Regions from separate parts of the Mus musculus genome. Here region 1 is linked to region 2. A link is a contact called in public Hi-C data. All regions are on one chromosome and are shown on one strand. The core of a region is the stretch at or near the end of the contact, and the rest is flanking DNA. Distances in the headings are between cores, read along the strand shown.

Region 1 (2,934 bases), core at 174-2,673, 3.8 Mb before region 2:
GCTCTTCATCTTCATTTCTGTATCTAAATTTAACACCTATGTGAACTTGCCCTAACTCTGTCTTGTGCCTATCCCTTAAAGCTAAAGTCACTTAAGGATAGGATAATTCAGTGTCAGGCAGTGGTGGTACATGCCTTTAATCCCAGCACTTGGGAGGCAGAGGCAAGGCAGAAGCAGGCGGATCTCCAAGAACTTGAAGCCAGTCTGGTCTATAAACCAAGTTCCAGGTAACCAGGGTTACATGTTAGACTCTATCTCCGGGGGAAAATGCTCCGAGGAAAAATTACAGCCAATAAGAGGAAAAACTAAAACGTGCATGACAATAATACTGTAAAGAGTAAATAGGGTTCTCGCCCTAATTCAATCAGTTGTAAGACTACTGAAAATTAAATCTGGTGCCACTATGTCAAACGAGAAAGTGTCTATATGTGTAAAGATTAAAAGAGGAAAATGGTGAGAAGAGTCATTAATAAACTATCACTAGTAATCGTTATCTGTGTGAGACAAGATGGGGAAAGTATTTGTTGGCAGGAAAGAAAAAAAAGTAACGACATTTTGTTCACTAACTTGAGTTTTGTTGAATTAAGTCCTTCCAAATTCATTCATTAGGGAATGCTTTAAAAATGTCTTCACTCCCCCATACCTGAATAAAGGCATTTGCTTGCACACACTTTGCATTCTCCACTGTAACCTTGATTCCGTTTTTGGTAGCAAAACACGTGGCGTGTTCTCTGAAATGAATGGCTTTCAAGACAGTGGAGAGATTCCTAACGTTGTCAAGGCTGGCCACTAAGCAGTACTGTTCGTACTCCTCTTCATTGTACTGGGTTAGGAGAGGCATGGATGGTCCACGGTACCGTCGGCTCCGAGAAGAAGGATGCTCCTCTTCCGGAAGATGTGTGAAAACCTGAGACACGGAACAACAAACCTCGCTATCAGTGCGGACAGGACTGGCGACCTCAACCCGAGCCGAAATCGAGATCATTCTATTTTCATGTCTCAAAACTACGGTATTCTACACTGAATGCAGTTCACAGGGTAGCTCTAAAAGGCGCGGGTAACCGGGCTTGCTTAGCACCTCTGAGCGCCACCAACCTGGCTTGCAGGAGAACGCGACTTCGGCCCGCTCGCCGCACAGCGGCCACTAAGGGAGCCCCTGGCGCCAGGCTGTGGGTGACGTCCGACCCCTCAAAGCCCCTGCCACCCCAGCCCCAAGAACACCCTGAGCGTCCAAAAAGCTAGCAAGCCAGGCAAACAGCTCCCGCCACCGTTCAGATACGCAACCACCTAGGCCACCGTCACCACCGAGCCGCCGTGTGCCTAGAGAGTCTACCTCGAGACCGGAAGCGAGCGCCTTGGAGCCGGATGACTTAACTCACAGCCTAACGTGGGCTACCATAGAGATCGGAAGGCAGAGCGAGCGGCAGAACCGGAAGTGCAGGCAGCGACCGACGCGGCGAGGCGAGATGGCGGCGACCAAGAGAAAGCGGCGTGGAGGCTTGGAGGTTCAAGCGAAGAAGCCAAAAAGGAGCTCGAAAGATGCCGGGCAGCCAGCTAAGCAGGCCGATGTGGCCAAAGAGGCGGAGGAGGAAAATAGAGATCGTATTCCAGGTCCGGTTTGCAAGGTAAGAGGCCCGACTCCCGAAGTTGGAGTCGGCGCTCTGACCCACCTTTGGGCCACCGAAGCAGCGAAGTGACTCCAGTCAAAACTTGACAGGATCTTATGCTTAGGGTTCCCTGGAGGGACTGGACAGTGTTTATGTCTAATTTTCGTGTAGATGGCCTTCTTCCTGGAGACAGCAGTTCGTAGACCCTAAGCCAGTTAACAGGGAGTTGATTTAATGGGTGTTTAGTTCCAGGATCCTTGTCTTCCAGTTACTGACCCCCACCCCGCCTCCCCAGAGTAATGGTTTTCCTTTGTCTTTTTTTTTTTTTTTTCTCAGAGTCTTTTTGGTGTAACTATAAATTCCTTCTGTTTTGGTCCGTATCACATAGGATTACCGAAGTATGTATGTATGTATGTATGTATTTATTTATTTATTTGCCAAGCCTTTAAAGCTACAGTCCTGTGAGTCTGTGACTCTGACTTGTTTGGTTAGATCTTTTAACTCAAGGGTCCTAGACCACTAGTTTTACTGTGTCAAACAGTGCGACACACTTATACCAAGATGAGCTTCCCTGGCCTTAGCATCTAGGAAATAATGAACAAGAGTTCCTCCAGAAATATTGGAGTTTAGAAGGAAAGAAGGCTTCATAGAAAACTGTGTGTCTCTTCTAAAGGCCAGCAGGTTCTTGTTGGAGTTACTTTCAGTCACCTGGAAACTCCTTAAGGAAGGTATCTGTATGGAGGAAATCTTGCCTCAGACTTGTTAGTCCTTTGTGCTTAGTGTAGTACTCAAGTACTGAGTGAGGCAATGTGGACATTGTACCCCACTTTTAATTAACAGTTAAATCTTGTACCTTTGTCTGAAAGGATAAAAGTGACTTTTGAGGAAAATTAGCTGGTTTTCAATAAAAGTTAGTGCGCTCCCTCTTAGGAGCTGGACATGAAACATGAAGGGAACTAATCTGAATCACACTATGATATATGAATTGGAATTAATGAGACAATTACTACTATTAGGGTGGTAAGGAAACACCCTAATAGTAACTTTTAGCTGAATTTCAAAGAAAGGCTTAAATTTATGTATTTAGAAAGACAGGGGGGGGGGGTGGTGGAAAAAATTCATCAACGGCATTAAATGGGGGTTTAGAAATTCTAAACTCAGCTGGTTAGCTGAGAATGTGCAGGGTCAGTGTTGGGCAGTGGAGGTGTAAACAGTGAACATGTAGTATAGAGGGTATTTGACATTTTGAGGTTTGGAAACCAAGATTAAATTGGGGCTAGTTGGCTGTCAGCGGTGATTCTGTCTGGGCAAGCCAGACATCCAAGAG
Region 2 (2,917 bases), core at 61-2,560:
ACGACGGTCACTACATACAGGGTGGGTGGGGGAACCAAATTCATGTCGTATATACAATGTTTACGACTGTTCTTGTCTTGTTTTAACGTCCTAAGGTGTTTCACGGATCTCAAAAAGTGATTCCGTAACAGCAGAACTAGTTAAGTTACACTCCACTCCAGCGCTGTGGAGTCGGACCGTCCGGAATCTGTAGACCCAACTCCTGTTTAAGGAGGCAGAGAACGGACTGATGCTTCGGCGAGATACTGGGAGATGAAACACCAGCCCGGGGGCCGGTGACCGAAGCAAGAAAATACCGATCGTTCGCCGGGTGCGGTTCTTAAAAACAAAACACACGCGGGGCTCGCCCTGCTGGGAAAGGTGTAAACAAACCCAGCTCTCCTCCACTGCAGCCACAAGGTACACAATGAAGCGGCGGCCGAGTGAGGGGGCGGGCGGTCTCCAGCCAACTACAGCCCCAGCGGGCCCGGGAGACGGGAAGCGAGCAGCAGGGAGCTGCGGCGTGAACCAGACACTTAGCAGTCATCACGGGCTCTCCGGGTTCTCAAAAAGCTGCGGGGACCCCCCCCACCCCACCCAAGAGGATCCCACGGGCAGGGAAGAGCAGTCCCGCAGTGAGCAAGAAGCCGGCAGGGTCCAGCATCTGCTCTTGGGGGGAACGGGGAGGGCAGGATGTGGTCGCTCTTCCCACAAACATCCTCCAGCAACCTAAATAACAACCTCTACCTTGCTCCCCCACCCACCCCGTCCAAGGCCGCCCCCGGGATCCGGAGGTGGGGGGACCCGGGAGCGGACGGAGGGGGGACACACACGCGACCGAGCCGGCCGGGGAGCTCCGCAGCCGCCCGAGGCCCCGGAGCGGGCTCAGCCCCCCGGGCAACCCGGGCCACCCGGGCGCGGGGCAGGGGGATGGGCGCGGGCTCGGCCCCTCGCTGCCCCGCGCGGCTCGCCTGCCAGCCCGCCCGCCCGGCTGCCCGCGCCTCCCCGGCGGCCGCGGCGGCCCGCGTTACCTCGGGTCAGATCGAGCGGGACGTTCTCCTCGCCGCTGTCATTCCGCCCTGTGCGAGACAAGACACACAACCCCAGTTAGAATCCATCGCAGGCCGGCGGCGCCCGACGCCCCGCTCGTCTTCCCCGTCCAACCTCACCCCACCCCATCCCCAGGCCCGGAGCAAAGCCGAGCGCCGCGACCCGTGACCCGCACCGGGTGAGGCGAGCGAGGGCGGCGAGCGGGCTTACCTCGTATTCGGAGGTTCTTCAGAGAGCGGCCGCGGCCGATCGCCGCCATATTGACGGGTTTCAGTCACAACACCGGAAACCTCGCCCGATCGCGCGAGAACCCCCTTCCCCTCCCCGCGCGCCGTTCCCGCCCCCTCCGCCCCCCTCCCGCGGCAGCGCCCCCGCCCCTCGGCACGGAGGCTCGCCCGCGGGCGCCGAGCAACGCGCCGCCGCCTGTGCCGACCCGCATTGGGCGGTGGGATGCGACCCCCGGCGGGGGGACACGGGCAGGGCGTCGGGGCGCAGGCGTGGTGGGAGGCGCAGTTCCCACGGGGGGGGGGGGCGCCCATTGATGTGGCCCGGGACTCTGGGCGCGCGCGCGGCGGAGGTCGGGATGCGGGCGGGCCACCTGCTGGCCCGCCCCGCCGCACTCCCCGCGTGGCTTTAAAGCCCGTTTCCTTACTCATCGGCTAAAATTGTTACCATTATTTTTATTATTATTATTAAAAGAGAGGGTGGGGTCCGGGAAAAAGGCGCGCGGCGCACAGTTAGGAATGTCGCTTTGATCCTTTTCCCAGAACCGCGGCGCCCCGAGTGAACACGTAACAAAGTTTGTTTTCCACCCACGCTCTGACCATTGAGCTAAGCGGCTTCGCGCTTGATCACAGGCAAAGCCGCTCGCCGCCGCCGCCGAGAGCTGGGCGGCAGGGCGGAGGTTTGCTTTCGGTCCGCCGGGCATCCGACGTGCAAGGAGTGCAGAAAGCGGGCGTGCAGGGCGCTCGCCCGAGCGCGGGACTCTTTCCCCGGCGCGCGCCAGCGCCTGGAGGCCCGGGACAGGGTTTCCTCTCCCGGAGCCCGGGGAGGAGGCTGGGCGCCTCGTCCTGGCTTTCTGTTACTCCTACATCACTGGCTGATGCCGATGTCGAGGATCGATGTTTTTAATGCGGACTAGTCACAAGGATTAGTTTACGGGTTTCTAGAAGCGGGTTAGTACGCACTCATTTGGCCCTTAACCCAGCAACTCTCTTAAGCTAGATTACTTTAATGAGAGGATATTTTGTCTCCTCCTATTCCTCACCTCTCTCTTCCAGACTTAAAAGTCCAAAGTGGAGATCTTGCCTTAACCACTTAGTTTTTAGTACAGACGTCAAAAACGAGTATCTGTTAGTGTAAACCTTCAGCTCCTTTTGTTCTAATAATGTTCTAAATAATAATAATGTTCTCACTAAAAAAAAAAAAAAAAAAGCAAACCAAAACCTCTCTAAAATCAAAAAGAAAAATAAAAAAATATTAGAAAGACTCTCCGTGTTAATAATAGTGAGCAATTGTAGACTTGAAAGCCCAAAGGTAGAAATTATGCAAATGTAATTTAAAATGACTTTGTTGATCCAGTATATTAACAGAGTGGTATTAAGTAAGCAATTACAGATTTCCTTTACTCATAAATGCTTGAAATACATATAAAATTCAAATGGTTCATTATAAAATACTTTTACAAGCATTATATAAGGAAAAAAATCCAAGATGTGTATCTGAATGTAAACTACTATTCCCCTTTCAATTGTGGGATCATGCCTGCATATTTTCTTCTTGCTTGGTCACCTACAACCAATAGTTGTGGTTGGACTTTTAACCAATAGTCGATCTATGACAGTTGTAGAAGCAACAAAAGTTTTTAAAAGAAAAATAAAGAAACACC

What was found. Hi-C and Micro-C count contacts between places; a contact is called where the count stands out from the background.
Region 1: a contact with region 2 is called in a Hi-C map of B cells, with 6 read pairs. The contact joins the promoter of Brix1 here to the promoter of Rictor in region 2. A contact is called at or near these places in 2 of 484 Hi-C or Micro-C datasets (B cells and muscle stem cells).

The regions. Positions count from the first base shown.
Region 1 is chr15:10,484,426-10,487,359 of GRCm38.p6, reverse strand. Brix1 (BRX1, biogenesis of ribosomes) reads left to right here and starts at 1,423. Exons shown (of 10, transcript NM_026396.3): 1 at 1,423-1,625. The coding sequence starts at 1,467. It overlaps Rad1 (RAD1 checkpoint DNA exonuclease), which reads right to left and starts at 1,342. Exons shown (of 6, transcript NM_011232.3): 1 at 1,096-1,342; 2 at 644-907. The coding sequence starts at 841.
Region 2 is chr15:6,706,774-6,709,690 of GRCm38.p6, reverse strand. Rictor (RPTOR independent companion of MTOR, complex 2) reads right to left here and starts at 1,310. Exons shown (of 38, transcript NM_030168.3): 1 at 1,240-1,310; 2 at 1,011-1,058. The coding sequence starts at 1,288.